Linked DNA regions of Oryctolagus cuniculus: region 1 is linked to region 2. The links are chromatin contacts, called in public Hi-C maps. All regions are on one chromosome and are shown on one strand. Each heading gives the region's core, a stretch centred on a gene start, on an enhancer-like site or on the middle of the called end of the contact. The rest is flanking DNA. Distances are from core to core; before and after follow the strand shown.

Evidence for each region. Hi-C and Micro-C count contacts between places; a contact is called where the count stands out from the background.
Region 1: a Hi-C map of an unstated tissue shows a contact between it and region 2, with 3 times the contacts expected there. The contact joins the enhancer-like site here to the promoter of MAMLD1 in region 2. A contact is called at or near these places in 3 of 6 Hi-C or Micro-C datasets (ear pinna, psoas muscle and an unstated tissue).

The regions. Positions count from the first base shown.
Region 1 is chrX:129,240,957-129,248,368 of mOryCun1.1, forward strand. MAMLD1 (mastermind like domain containing 1) reads left to right here. Exons shown (of 7, transcript XM_008275037.4): 3 at 1-1,023; 4 at 3,070-3,192. Among named protein-coding and RNA genes, the nearest start is that of MAMLD1, 93 kb to the left of the region's middle. Within about 2 kb of position 5,560, at least 1 of the 8 cell types and tissues checked has an H3K27ac peak or open chromatin away from gene starts, as enhancers often do.
Region 2 is chrX:129,150,012-129,156,772 of mOryCun1.1, forward strand. It overlaps MAMLD1 (mastermind like domain containing 1), which reads left to right and starts at 2,027. Exons shown (of 7, transcript XM_008275037.4): 1 at 2,027-2,281.

The sequences.
Region 1 (7,412 bases), core at 4,310-6,809, 94 kb after region 2:
GTTAGTCTGCCGCCCCTACCAGCGCCCCAGTGGCATCATGCCCACCAGCTGAAGGCGCTGGCAGCCAGCAAGCAGGGATCTGCTACAAAGCATCAAGGGTCCTCCCCTACGTGGTCTGGCCTGCCTCCTCCAGGCATCTCCCCACCTTACCGCCCAGTCCCAACGCCACACCCACCACCGCCTCCACCTCCGCCTGCATTCAGCCCTCAGAGCCTCATGGTGTCGTGCATGGCACCCCACAGCTTGCCGGGTAGCAGCCTGCAAGGCTCTCCCAATGCCTTACTCTCCAGCATGGCACCCAACAGCAGTGGTGCCCTGGGGCCTGCCTTGCCCTATGCTACTGAGAAGCTCCCCAGCACGGCTCTCAGTCAGCAGTCGCAGTTCAGCCCACAGAGCTCCATTCTCGCCAACCTGGTGTCATCGACCATCAAAAGCCCTCAGGGACACCTGATGTCTGCTCTGCCCACCAACACCCCAGGCCCATCCCCACCCTATCGCCCAGAGAAGCTGGCCAGCCCAGGCTTGCCGCAGCAGTCCTTCACGCCACAGTGCTCCCGGATCCGGAGCCTGACACCCACCAGCCATCTGCCGAGCCAGCAGCCGCCAGCCAACCCCATCTTTAAGCCTGTGACCAGCAGCTCATCCAAAACCCTGAACGTGGGCATGCAGCAAGGGATGGTCAGCGCCAGCCCGGCAGCCCCCGAGCCATTCACTTTCGGCAACACCAAGCCCTTGTCCCACTTTGTCTCTGAGCCAGGCCCCCAGAAGGTACCCCCCATGCCTGCCACCTCCAGGCAGCCTTCCCTGCTCCACTACCTGCCCCAGACAACAGCAGCACAGGCCTCTGCTGTCACTGCCTCCTCCAGCACCACTGTTACCTTGCAGCCGCAGCCGCAGCCGCAGCCGCAGCCGCCACCGCCGCCGCCTGACTCCTCTCCATTCCTGCTGCGGCAGGTGGTGCAGCAGCCACAGCGCTTTCGGCGCTCAGTGGCTGCAGACTCCGTGCCTGCTCTGCCCACACAGGTAAGACAACCTCGCATCCCGGGAGGCCCTTTGTTTTAGAATGAAAACTGCGTTGTATGCTATCACCACCTGGCTTTGGAGGGCAAAGCCAGTTGTGGTCTCCTCTGAGATTGGACTTCATTCTGGAAAAGTCTATGTATGTGAAAGCACAGTGTTCCATGCCTGTTCGGATCACCTAACTCCCCTGGGAGGAAAGCTGCACCCATGAGGTATCCCCAGGGGTTCAGCCAGGGGGACAAGTCAGAACTGCATGGCACTCAGTCATCCTGCCAGGACCAAGTGGCGAGACCAGCACAGGCTTCGTAAGACACAGGAAACTGCTGCGAAGCATTCCCATCTGGTCTCTGCCGCCAGCAGGCTGGACCCTGAGCCTTGTAGCACACTCGCACAGCCGCCTAGCATGCCGTTCACCTCTGTGCTGCATTGAGGCAGGTCCCAAGAAGAAAAAAAGAAGTGCTTCTTAGATGATCGCTCTTAGCTCCATCTTACAAACAAAGCCCGAGAGGCTCAGTGTCGCAGTGACTTGCCCAGAGTCACACAGTTAGCCAGGGCCACAGCAGGGACTTCACACCAGGCAGTCTCACTCCAGAGCCTGTGCTCATCCCCAGATCCCTTCTGACTTCTGCTTCTTCATCCCCTCTGGCTTTTTCATCGCTCAAGGCAGCCGATTCTCTGGGCGAAGTCTGTGGCCATTCCCACTTCTCACGGTTCTGATCGCTACCTGTCTTCTTTAACTACTGCTGCATAACAAAACCCAAACATCAGCTTCAGCCCACATGTATGTGACCTTGCAGTTTCTGTGAGTCCAGAGTCCTGGCATGGCGTAGCCAGCTCTTCTGGCTCAGGAGCTCTCATAAGGCTGCAGTCGCTCCCTGACTCCAAGGGAGGCCCGGCTCCCAAGCCCTCTCACGTGGATGGTTGGCAGGAAGCAATTGCTTGCAGGTTGCTGGGAGGAGGCCTCAGTTCCTCATGCAATGCTGACCACATGGCCTCATCGTAGAACATCTCAGTACAAAGCAGCTGGCTTCATCCAAGTGAGCAAGAGAAAGTGTTCCACCAAGGCAGGGCTGAGGCACGGAGTGCCAGCAAGTCAGAAATCACAGGCTTTCTGCCTAGTCTGCAAAACAGCATCCCACCACGTTTGCTGGATTCTGTTCAGTAGATGTCAGCCAGAGAGCAGTACCTGAAGATGTGAGCACCAGGAGGCAGGGCTCTGCAGGGGGCCATGTCAAGTGTCTGCCTGCACAGAATACTGGTGGTCATATCACTCCTTTCCTTTGCTCTCCTCCCTGCCCAAATTCAGGCCCTCTTCCTTCTTTATCTGAGCTCATACAGTTGACCCCTAACTGGTTTCCACCAACAAACCATCCAAAACTCCAAGACTTGCCTCGCTAAGACAGTGATCCGATCATGTTGCCCATTGGCTCGGAAACTCTCATAGGCCCCACCAACCTCCTCACGCTCTGTCCATCAATCCCTGCCTTGCACTTCATTTCTATACCCTTAAAGTGCTTGCAGCATGTGGCCCATTGTGTGTGGCTTCGCCTTTGCTCCTGCCACTGCCTATGCCTGGCCTTCCCTCCCTCCTTTTTCTAACTCCTGAAGCTCCTCCAGGCTCAGGCACCACCTGCTCCCAGAAACTTTCCCCTGACCATCCTAGGGGCTTCTCTTTCCTGCTGTGCTTCTCTTTCTCCTGTGGAGGAGATGTCTGGAAAATGCTTGGCCCAGCACCTGGTACACGGAAAGCACGTGTGTCAGGTGCTGACTTCTTATTCGAGGGCCCTATAGGAGTGTGACCATGGCAACCCCCAGGGGATAGACATCATTTCTTTTCCATCCAAGTACCAGGGAACCTCAGCGGATAGCATGCTTGACACTCGGTGATTGGTCATTTGATGGATGTATACAGCAAACAGAGCTCCTGGGGGTGGGGGTGCTGGGGTGAGTGGCCGGGAGACAAACAAACCAGGACAGAGCAGGCAGGCCACCTCGGGGTGTGGGCCCTTGTCTGCAGTTCAGGAGCACTTTGGTTTGATTCTATTATAGGGCTGTTCCCAACAGTTTACATGGACTTCTGCAGCTAGCTCGGTGGAGCACCAGCATCAACACTGGAACTCTTTCACTAGCAGGCAAGAACCTCAGCCTGGAGACCTGTCAACACCTAACATTGTGAGCTTTCTGTTTTGTTTTGTTTCATCTTCAAATGGGTACATTCGTAGTCTCACTGTGCTGCACCAGAGCCACATTAGTTGCTCAGAGGGAGAAAGCTTAACGATTGGGGTCACGAAAACCACAGCCAGCCAATTACCTGGGGCGGGGGGGGGGGTGGTTAGAGAAAGAGCAAGGCCAGAAGCATGGTAAGGGCTTCATGGGATCTCCGCCAACAGACAGGATGCCACTGCCGGCAAGTGCTGCCTTCCCAGCCAGTGCTAGCCTGCGCCCAGGGGACTCAGTATTCAACTGCCTTTTCACAGTGATATCCTCAGGGGTAGGGGCTGTTATCATTGCCTTTAATGTTGAGAAGAAAGGCACAGAGAAGTCACCACAGCTGCCTGCAGTCACACAGCAAGTCAGCGCCAGAGCAGGGAGTCCTGCTACTCCTACTTCCTTGCATGGAGCGCTGCCCGCAGAACTTTCTATTCCTACCTTAGGCTCTTTACTGCTTCTTTCTCTGCAGAGTGACGGTGGTGAGAGGTTGTTTGAGGAGTAAATGTGTGAATACATCTAAAGAGCTTTGGACAGGGCTTGGCACACTGGGTTTGCTCTCACAATGACTGTAGCTGCTGACCCTGAGCCCAGGCCTGTCTTCTGGGGCTACAGAGATCTGTCTGTTCAAAGCCAGGAGCTGTGTCAACACAGGACATGAGCAGCATCCTCTCCAGACCTCTTTTCTGCCATGCCATGAGGGTAGCAACAGTTGTAGGGCCTGTGAGGTCTGCGGGCTCTTCCTGTTCTAGACCTTGCCCCTCCCAGACAACTCCCAGCCTGGTAGAAAAGGGAGCAGGGCCACGTTCACATTGCAGGCTGGAACTCTCAGCTCTCATAACACCCTGTCCCCAACAGTCTGTTCTCTACATGGCTGACCAAGCCACTAAGCTCTGCTCCCTTCTCACAGCCTCTCTCTGTGAGCTCTAAGGCATAAGAACTCGGCTCTGGGGTGAGAATACAAGCTAGAAAGAGGTGAATATTTGCGGCAAGAGCTGATAACCCTGTGGCAGGACAGGTAGCTGCCCCAAGGTGGAGCCATGCAAGCAGGGCCATGGCACTTCCTGTGAATGAGTGTGGCTACCATGGAAACACTGGATGTTTATTCGAATCTGGAGCTTAGTTTGATAAAGGAATAGTTTCTAAATGTGAAATGAGATGCAAACTCTTGTATAAGCAGAAATGCCAAATCCAGCTGTCTACAGGAGCTTGTGGTTATTTGCAGAGTAGTATTTCTCAAGTTGTAGGATTTCATTTTTACCAGATGTGTGGATGATCAAATTTCAATGGAATGTTTGCTTCCTCTTAAGGTAAAAGGTAAATGCCACCAGGCTTCCAGGTGGCAGTTCACCATGGTAGGTTGGGCAAGGACAGTGGAGGCAGACTGATCTGAGGTTCAAGTCTGGTCGTGGACGCTGACTGAGATGGTGCCATGAATAAAGTTGGTTACCCTCTTTGAGCGTCCACTGACAACGAGGAAGGACCAATTCCTATGGCATAAGGCACTGAGGAGACAAAGGAGATGATAACCTGAGACTGCCTAGAACAGTGCCAGGCACGTGCTGTCTGTTCAGTCAGGGCTAGTGTGGGCTTGTGACTCTGCTTCTGAAAGCCCTGCAGCCAGATGCCTTTCCAAGACTTGAGAAAGAGAATATGGTTCAAATGCCAAATATCACACAACCCTCCAGTGGAATCTGGGGCAGCATTTTGTTATTTTTGCAGCTAAATATGAATATTTCTCAAAGTGCAGGTCAAACTTTGCCCCCAAATAAAATTTGGCAACCAATTTATACAATTAAGCTGTCAGAGCTTCTTGACCTTGAACTTACAAATAAGTTCAAGTGGATCTGAAATTATTAAGGGTGGGACCTTGAACTCTTTTTGGTGTCGTGGCATCCAGCCCTGGTTTATTAGATTTTAATGACCCCAAACCGCCTCCAGCTTATGCCCAGGCTGGTGACATATCTTAGTTTTAATGGAAGTGAGACAAAATAAATGTTGCTGCCATGAATCCAGTGCTCTTTCTTGCCCTGAAGACCACAGGGGATACCCTAGTGTGGTGCAAAACTTAGGGCTAGGACTTACCTCAATTTTATGATTAACCACTAGAGAATGGAACTAACATTTACTGAAAGACAAAAGTCCATGCAGGAGGTGGGCATGTGCTGTGGGAGAGTGAGGCTCACAAGACGCAACCTCACCGCTCCCCCCGCCCAGTGCCCTTGCTGCACATGCCTTGGAGCCCCACTGCATTTGCAGAGCTGGGAGTGCAGCTTCACGGGAAGAGGGAGTGGATGCTGGCCAGTTGGAATCAGAACAAAAAAGCCTGTAATCTGATCCTTGAGGCAGGCAGTAAGCACAGCACAGGGGGAAAGGGGCAGCTGCAGAGGAACAGACCAAGAGGCACATGATGTTGTTTTGACAAATTCTGAGAGCAGAGGAGAATCCAGCCTGCCTTGGGAAAGGCTGCATTAAGCTATTGGGAAAACTACACTTTTGACCTTCAGCAAGAAACCACCCATCCCTTTAGCTTAGGCAACAGTGAGTACCCAACAGTTGTGGAGACAGTGACCATGCCATCTGCTCTCTCCAAGGGCTGGGCCTTTGATGGAGATCTAGGAATCTCCATCTGAGGTGGAGCCTTGGGGAAGCCCCTGTCCACCCCAACCTGTGGTCCTTTCTCCTGCCCAGCAAATTGAGCCTTCCCAAGTATAGCACTCCCCGCATCCTGGCCTGAAGGGAGACAACACAGGACAGGGACACCATGGTGTTGGTAGAGGGCAAGTGCTAGAACTGGTCTCAAGTCCAAGTTCAGAGATCCCAGGCTTTTGATTACTTGGATCCAAATCCTAGGTCTGCCATGTTTTTACTTTTTCAGCCTCTCCAAACCTCCGTCCTGCCACCTGTAAAGTGGAGATACTAGTATCCCTGTCCCATTGGGGGTTCTGTGAGGATTAAATGAGGTGAAGTAAAAGCACTTGGCACACAATAATGGCCCATCAATGCTAGCTGCCACTGTTTCAGGAATGTTCTAGAAACTTGCAATACTAATAACCCAACAGAATGAGTCTTGATTGCACGCGGGTTCCTCTTTGACTCCCAAGAAAGGGCAGCAGACTTGGAGAGGAGGAGCAGGAGGGTACTCAAGCAGGGTGCTCTCATGGCGGTGGTGTCAGGCAGGACTTTTGCTAGGTGGCCAAAGAGGTTGAAGACCCCAGAAGGGAGGAGAGTAGCTCACCAGGCCACAGCTTCCAAAAGTACCCTTGGCTAGTGGGGATGGGCCAGTGTTGGCTTCTCTTCCCTCCAAACCCAGATGGCTTACATACTAGGAGCCATATGGGTGCTGACTAACAAAGATGACCGCAGGGTAGCTTTAGGTAGGCAGGGTCAAGAAGGAGTGGCCCAGTTCTATCTGCAGCCAACTTGGATCTGACCCCAGTGGCTTATAGCAGGCCAGAGGCCACACCCCCATTTCAAGATCCAGACACAAGTCCTGCCACTGCTAAAAAATGACAATGAATAGAACAAACGGTATGTACATGAATGACAGACTGAGGGCTGGACTTGTCAGTGTGCTCAGCACCAAGGCCACCGGGAGCACTGGTCTGGCTTGGCCATGGCCCTGGGGCTTGGCGTTCCATGTGGACTTTAACTGAGAAGCCACATGGATGCCATAGTGTGCAAAACAGCCATCCCAAAAAGGGAAAGGCCTCATGTCTCTTTCTCTCCCTTCCCTCCCTCTTCTCCAGCACTCACCCAACCCTTAGAGCCTCCACAAGGACGCTTTGCAGATTCCTTTTGGTTTGAACTTCCAAGGCTGCGCTAGCCTGCTTAGTAGAGCATGACCTTTTACTACTGCTGTCTCAATTAGCACTGCAAATGAAATTCCTTATGTTTGAACCACAGCCTCCCTTTGGCAACAAAAATGATCAAACCAGGTTAGTGAGGCCAAAAGAATTCCCTGTCTGGTCGAATTCACACCAGCTCAAATTTTCAACTAGATTCCACAGAGATGGCAAGTGAACCTTTCTCTATTCTTGGGATTACTCATAAGGAGTTTTAGAAAGTGATCTTGACCTTGACTCTCCTTCCTTTCGCCTCCCCCCCCCCAAGAAAAATCAGATGCACTATGTGTTGTTGATGAAAGACCTGCCACCTTGGACTTACAAGTGCTTCCCTCTTTG
Region 2 (6,761 bases), core at 777-3,276:
GAGAAACCGAGCAAGTGCCTTGAGGTTTGACTGGCTCCTGCCCTTTGAGGAAGGGGATCCACCTTTGAAAGCACCCTGCTCAAGGAAGACACAGTCCATCTCCAGCTAGCTTTGTTTGATCGGATTCCCTTCAAGAGTCTCCTGAGCTCTTTGAGCTCTCGAGAAAGCACTGGGTGGTGTGTGGACTCCCCCTTCCCTTCCCCACCTTCAACAGATTGATCTGTTCAGTCATCAGAGAGCCTTGACCGGTCCTGGCTTGACAGCAGGGGGGCCTAGCCAAGGTGTATTCCTTCCCAACAGCCCGGCTGAGCTGTGCACCTTGCAGCAGTTGTGCCTCCTGGGTAGCCCAGACACTGCTGTTCCATCAGCGAACTTCACCCACCCAGCCTGTACCTGTACCTGTACTCCTGTAGCCCACAAAAGCATTTCATTTGCTTTTCTAAGGGGACCCAAGCGTTTGCCGAGGGCGGGGCCATGAAAGGAAGGAGGAGCCAAGAGGGCAGTAGACCCACCGCTTCATTAGTAGCCTGAGGCTCCGCCAAGCTTGATCCTAGGTGGTGGCAACAGGTTGCTACTCCCAGGTGCAAGCAGGCGCTCCAGGGCTGCTGCTGCTGCTGCTGTCAAGAGCTAGGCTTGGTCCCTGCCTCAGCCACAGGCGCCTGGGGAAATCCAGGTTAGGAATTGCAGCCCGGGTGCGACCTGGGAGAAGGGATACAGCCCAATGCCCCAGGAGGGAGGAGGGGGCAGAGAGTGGTGTGCCTCGGCCCCAGAGCAGAATGGGAACCCTGGCTCATTGGGCAGTTGGCGAGAAAGCAATGTTTCTGCTGAAGCCTCAGGTGTCAGCAGACTTAACCCCGAGGAGAGGGTCGGTGCAGAACAGCTTGTGCAGGAGTTTCTCTCACCCTGGGCTAGTGGGGCATAAGACTGGCTGGCGTTTCTGGGTTCTTAGCTAAGCGCACAGGCTGGTGGGCGTCCACCTCAGTGCTGAAGGCGGGGTGGGGGGGGGAGTGAAGAGCGCGGCTCTAGGGAGGGGTGCAGCTTAGGAGCAGCACAGCAAGTGTGTTTGACCCTCAGGGCTGCAGCTGGCAAAGGGACACGAGGCTGGACGACCGGTGCTGACCACCCCGCAACCATCCACCACAGGTGAGCAAAGAGGAGCAAAGGCACAGGCTCTGGTGAGAATTGGGAAGGGGGAGAGTGGCTGGAATAGGACACTTCGTGATGAGATTTCTCTGGGACTCTTCGAAGGTCTTCCAGGATCTCTTTTCTCTAGCATTCTCTATTCTCTCCCCCACTTCCCTGCTCCCTCACTCTTCCCTCTCCTTCTCCCTCTCCCCATTCTCTCTGCCTCTGTAGTGCCTCTCTAGATCTTTATCTCTCGGTCTCTGCCTTCTCTGTCTTTCATGGACTCCTCTGTCTCTCTTGGTCTGGAGTGTTCTCTCTCCCTGTCACTGCTGAGTGCTGACTCTCCCGCTCTCCCTGCTGGCTCTCCGTCTGTCCTGGGCACACTTCACTCACCAGACACAGGAATATGCCTGTGGGTTTCCCGAGTGCACCAGGCAGCCGGCAGCCCATCGGGAGCTCTCTATTCGCTCCTGGCTGCGCTCTGGGTTCTCTCCATCAGCGCACTGTCTAGGCTAGCCACCTGACGCCTAGGGCACAGGCTGCCTTCTACTGCGTGCGGAGCTGGCCAAGTGAGTGTCCCCGTGCCTTTTCTGCCCCTAGGGGCCTTCTCCAGCTGTCCTAGTCTGAGTTGCCTGGGAAAATGAGGCAGCTACAGCAAAGTCAGTTTGTGGCCGCTTACCCCTTTAAAAAGTGGTTGGAGGGCCCCGGGGTTCCTCGCGCGGCTGTGGCGCTTTGGCTGTCCACGGGTTGGGTAGCGCAGCTTCCCCTTTAAGGCCGGAGCCACTCATCCCTGTGAGTGTGAGGGTGTGTGAGTGTGCGGCGTGCGTGTCTCCTCCTCCCCGAGTGACACAGCAGTGAGAAATGCCTATCAGTAACTTAAACCCCCGAAACTCCACCTTCCGGGCGCGCGGCGCGGAGCCCGGCGGTGGGAATGGAGCGAGCAGATTGAGGCCGCCACTGCCGCGTAGCCAGCATGAACTTGGTCGTGAGCTGAAGCGGCCAGCGGCAGGCGGGTGCGGGGGCACGGGCCGCTAGCCACGGGGTGATCTGCAACGGGGCTGGGCCACTCGGCGGGCGCCTGGGGTCAGGCTGCCCAAGCCGGCGGCCGCCCGCCCCTTGGGCACTGCCCCCGCCGCCTCCGGAGCTCTGCAGCACGGTAAGGCTGAGGGCGGACGCAGGAGGTGCAACTGCTCTGGGGTCTCCGGGGTGTACTTGTGGCCATCACTTACAGTCCCCATCGCTGAGGATCTAGGGCCCGGGGGTGCTGCGAGCCGGGGGACCCCAAAGTTTGCTCCGAACACAAGGCCCACCTGGCGCTGCAGGCGTCTGTCCCTTTCTCGGACTGGTCCGGCCAGGCTGAGCGCAGCTCACAGCGCCCGAGAGCTGTGGCCTCAGCCCCGTGTCTGAAATTTCCTGAAATTCGGCAAGGGCAACCACGTACCGAGGAGAGAAGGGAGAGAGTAACAAGCTGTGTCGGGGCTCCTGACCGCTGCGTTGGGCTAAGGGGAGGCTCCCACTCCGACCCAGCGCTCCTGGGCCACTCACAGCTTGGATGCCACTGGCGACTGGGTCTCTGCATGCTGGCTCCCTGAGCCCGGGCTGATCGGCAGTGGGCGCTGGGGAAGGATTCCCTCACCCTAATCCGGTTTGCCGCTGACCAGATGAGATAGTGTGGAGTGTGCGCGCGTGCCTAGCCGGCTGCCCTGCGCTCCCTCCCCAGCCAACTCCTTGGGAGAGAAGCCTGGCGCGGAGCTGCCTACCGGAGTCAGCCCAGACTGTGCTACTGCCTTGCGCTCCCAGCGCCGCGGAGCCAGAATCCGTGCTTTGGGCCGCTGGGCATCAGCGTGGGGGCAGAGCCTTGCGTCTGTTAGAGCGGGCGGGAAGCCCCCCGAAGCGTCGCCAAATACTTTTCTCGGCCAGTTGGCTTGGGCAGGCTCGGTTCCAATGCAGTGCGACGGCAGACTCCTGGAAAGCTGGCGATGCCCTCGGATTCTGATTCGTGAGTAAACTCGGACTCAGCAGACACTAATCGGATTAGCCTGCCAGAAAACTCAGCACCGAAGCTGTCGGAACCTCAGCAAAAAGAGACGCACCTCAGGTCAGGGGAATCACTCCCCTGGGCGCTGTTGCAGCGGGGTGCGGTTAGTCTAGCACCCTGAATATGGGGGTGTGTGCGGGCAGGAGTGCAGGGTGAATAGGGGACGTAGGCTGATGGGACTCCCCTCGCTGGGGTGGCTTGTCGTTGTTTGCCAGCAGAAGGAAACCCCCCCTCCCCCGGGGCGCTGTCTTCACTGCGAACGTGCCATTTGCGGGTAGCCGACCAGGGCAGCCCCGGGACATTGTCTGCCAGGGTGAGCGAGACAAGCTGAAGAGAGACAGCCGCGCTCTAACAAAGACGCAAAGTCTCCGCAGCCCGAACAATTTTGAAAGAGTTGGCTAGGGAGAGGGCCTGGGTCTCTAGGGGGAGACGCTCACGGGAATCCTGCCGCCTACAGCCGGGGGATCATGTTCCCCTGCTCTGGTGGGCCACTGGGCAGCACTGCCGCAGCGGGCCGTCGTTCGGGTGTCCACCAGCCAGGCGGGGTCCACCATGCACTGGCTGGGGCTTCCCGACCGCCACCGCAGCTCCCGGCCCCCGGAGGCCACGCAGCTTCTTTCCTTCCCTGCCTCCCTCCCTCCCTCCCACCTCTTCTTGTCTTTATAGATCCCCTCTCCCTCCCACCCCCGCCGCCGCCGCCGCCGCCGCCGCCGCCGCCAACAATCCGCTTTATAAAAAGCCCCTTTGTTTCCCTGGAGGCTGGAGAGAGGGAAGGGGAAAGGGACGCAGGGGGCGGGGGCGGCTGTCTCCAAGTGGCTCTGAGCCGCTTGGGACTCTAGGGCAAATGTAGGAGATGGGGGAGGGGTTGCGTTTCAGGGACCCTCTGCAGGAACTCAGGAAGGCGCAGGGAGCCCTGGCCCCCAGCTCCCTATGCATGCCTGGCATGCCAGCCTTGGATACCCTAAATCCCGGCAGCCCAGATGTCCGGGCGGGCTGTGTAGCGAGCTGGAGAGCCTTGTTGCCCCAGGCGCCCAGCGCTCGGCCAAGGCTTGCAGCTGTGCTCGCCGGCCTCGGGCATAGGGGGCGCCGTTTCCTCGGTTTCGCTTTGCGAAGGACTCCCAGGCTGTGGGGCGGCTGTAGCGCCCGCCGGTAGCTAAGACGCCCGCGTCGGCTCAGAGGTTTTTGCTACTCCACGTCTGGCTGCATTCCTTCCCGCGTCCTCCGCACCCTCACCCTCACCCCCACCCTCCACCAACACCGGGGGCTCCAACTCTTCGTGAGTTCCTTTTGTTTGGAGGTGTGCAGGGGTGGGAGCCACCACCTGCTGGGGCCTTGCTGTCTGGGCAGGCAGTGAGGACCAGCGTGGCCCTTGGGACCCAGCGCCTACCTGCCACTTCAGCACTAAGTCAGCGTCCGGCACTTGGGAATGTCCAAGATGCACGGGCCGCCCGCTTTAGTGGAATCGATGATTTAGTGGGCCCTTCTTCCTTACACCTGCCGCTCCTCTGCCGCACACCTAAAAATCTGAGGGACTTGGGCATAACATCCCGAGGAGTGTTAAATATAATTTAGAAGCAACCATTCGCCATCCTGTCGGTCCGCTCCACCCCGTCGCCTAAAGTGGTCAGCTTCTCTCCTCTTGAAGTTTGTTCGGGAAGGGAGCACTGACAATAAGGCAAAGTGACAAATAAGGAGAAGTGGGCGGGGCCCCGACTCTGGCTGGTGGGTCTCCGGAGCAGGAGTCAGGTCCCTTCCTTCTACCGCCGCCTTGCCCCTCCCCATCTCATTTAGTCCGATGCCGATTTTGTATTTATGCCTTTTAGTGTATCCTTCCTCTAGGCCACTCCATTTCCATGTCTGGAGATCAGTAGTAAGTGTTGGTCTTTGGAGCAGAAGGTGAAGCGCTAATATCCCCCCTCCCCCATCTAAAAACCACAAGAAAGTAATCAAAGGGTAAACTATTAGTTCTACCTACTCCTCCCCCTTTGTGCTTCTCTTCTGGAGCAAGATCATTGGAAAAGAAAGCTGCTGATGTGCGAGATGGAACATATGGTGCCTCCATAAGAGAGAAGCAGAAATGGCCTTGAACCTGCCGGACAGACCAGCTGTTTGCTGCCAGCCAGAGCAGCTAATCAGCTTCTTCCCCTTAAAGTAACAGCCCTCTTTTCTCTTGATGACCAGTTTGCATATTAAATAGGCTATTCTCCAGAGTGGAGAAATGATGGGTTCCTGTATTGCGTTGTGCTCTGATGGTTGTCCAATGCCTATTCCATGCTCTGGGGACTGCTTTGCTCTCTGAGTGCCTCCCTGCTTCCCCTGTGAAAGCGTCCCCTTCCATGCTAATGTCAGAATGTTGCATAAAGTACAACTTGAGAAGGCGGTGGCAGGAAAAGGGGGAGAGAACCATGGGGCTGATAGATTTCCAGATGCCTGGGAGGAAACCTCTCTGTTTTGTTCCTGCTGCCTTAGGAAAAACCAGCAGTCCTTCCTCCTTTCCCTCTTTAAAAATATCACAAGGAGCTGAAACTCTTCCTCACCATACCTCCTTAAACGCCGTCCTCTTCCGGCCATGAGCATTAGTACAGTGTGTTTTGGTGGGCGTGGGCTGGGAGGGGGCAGTTTGGCATTGGAAGAAGAAAGGCTTCAGGAGATACAAGGAAACTCCATGTTAGGAAATCATTAGCAAAGGGTGACTTCGTCTGTTTTCCTGCCACTGACGCTGACAGTGACACAGATGTGTGGGTTGAAAGAGGAACGTCATTGAATTTTTAAACTCAACGAGGAAATAGCCTGTTGCTGGTGTGGGGGTGGGGGCTACATGTTAGCTGCATTTCAAGGTAGGAGATTACTGTTTCCCATCCTTCTCACTAAGGAAAGGGATTTTTCAAGCTCTGCCGACATGTTTAAGTATCTTTTCTCTTTTAAATTGGTCACCCCCAAAGCTCTCTTGTGAATGGGGCATCCCCAGGAACTGAATTACTGTTTGTGGTCATGAAATGGGCAGAAACTGATCTTAGACAAAGGGTTCTTCTGACAGCAGCTTCTCCACTTCTCTTCTTTGAAGGGGCTTCACATATTCAGTAACCCCCCTCCTTTTTTTTTAAGAGTCTGACTTTTTGTCTACCACAGTGCCCTGCAGAGATCATAGCCTAGGAGCTAGGAAACTTGTGTTCTAGAAGACTCTTCCCATTAATGTCCAGAGTGAACCTGAGTGAGTTCATCCTCCCTCCTTGTCTCCCCCCCAGAACCTCTGAATATGAGTCTGTTCCAGTTCTAAAATGCTATGACTTCTTAACAAAATAGTCATTTTCTGGGACCATTAAATATCAAGTTCACCCTTGTCATTGGGGAAAACAGCTAGATACATAAAGAAATGGGATTGAGATTGTAAGGGGCAGGGTGAAAGAGAACACAGGAAAAATGACAGAATGCCAATCAAAAATATATACAAGTGAGAAGTGTTCCCTCTTGGGTCTTTAGCCAGTGTGAACTTCTAACCCAAGTCCTGACTTGTGGAGGCCACTGGGCACTCCCAGGCCTCCCCATCCTGTTGTCCAATTCCAGCCATCTCGGGGCCTACTGATGGCAGTCCTCCTAA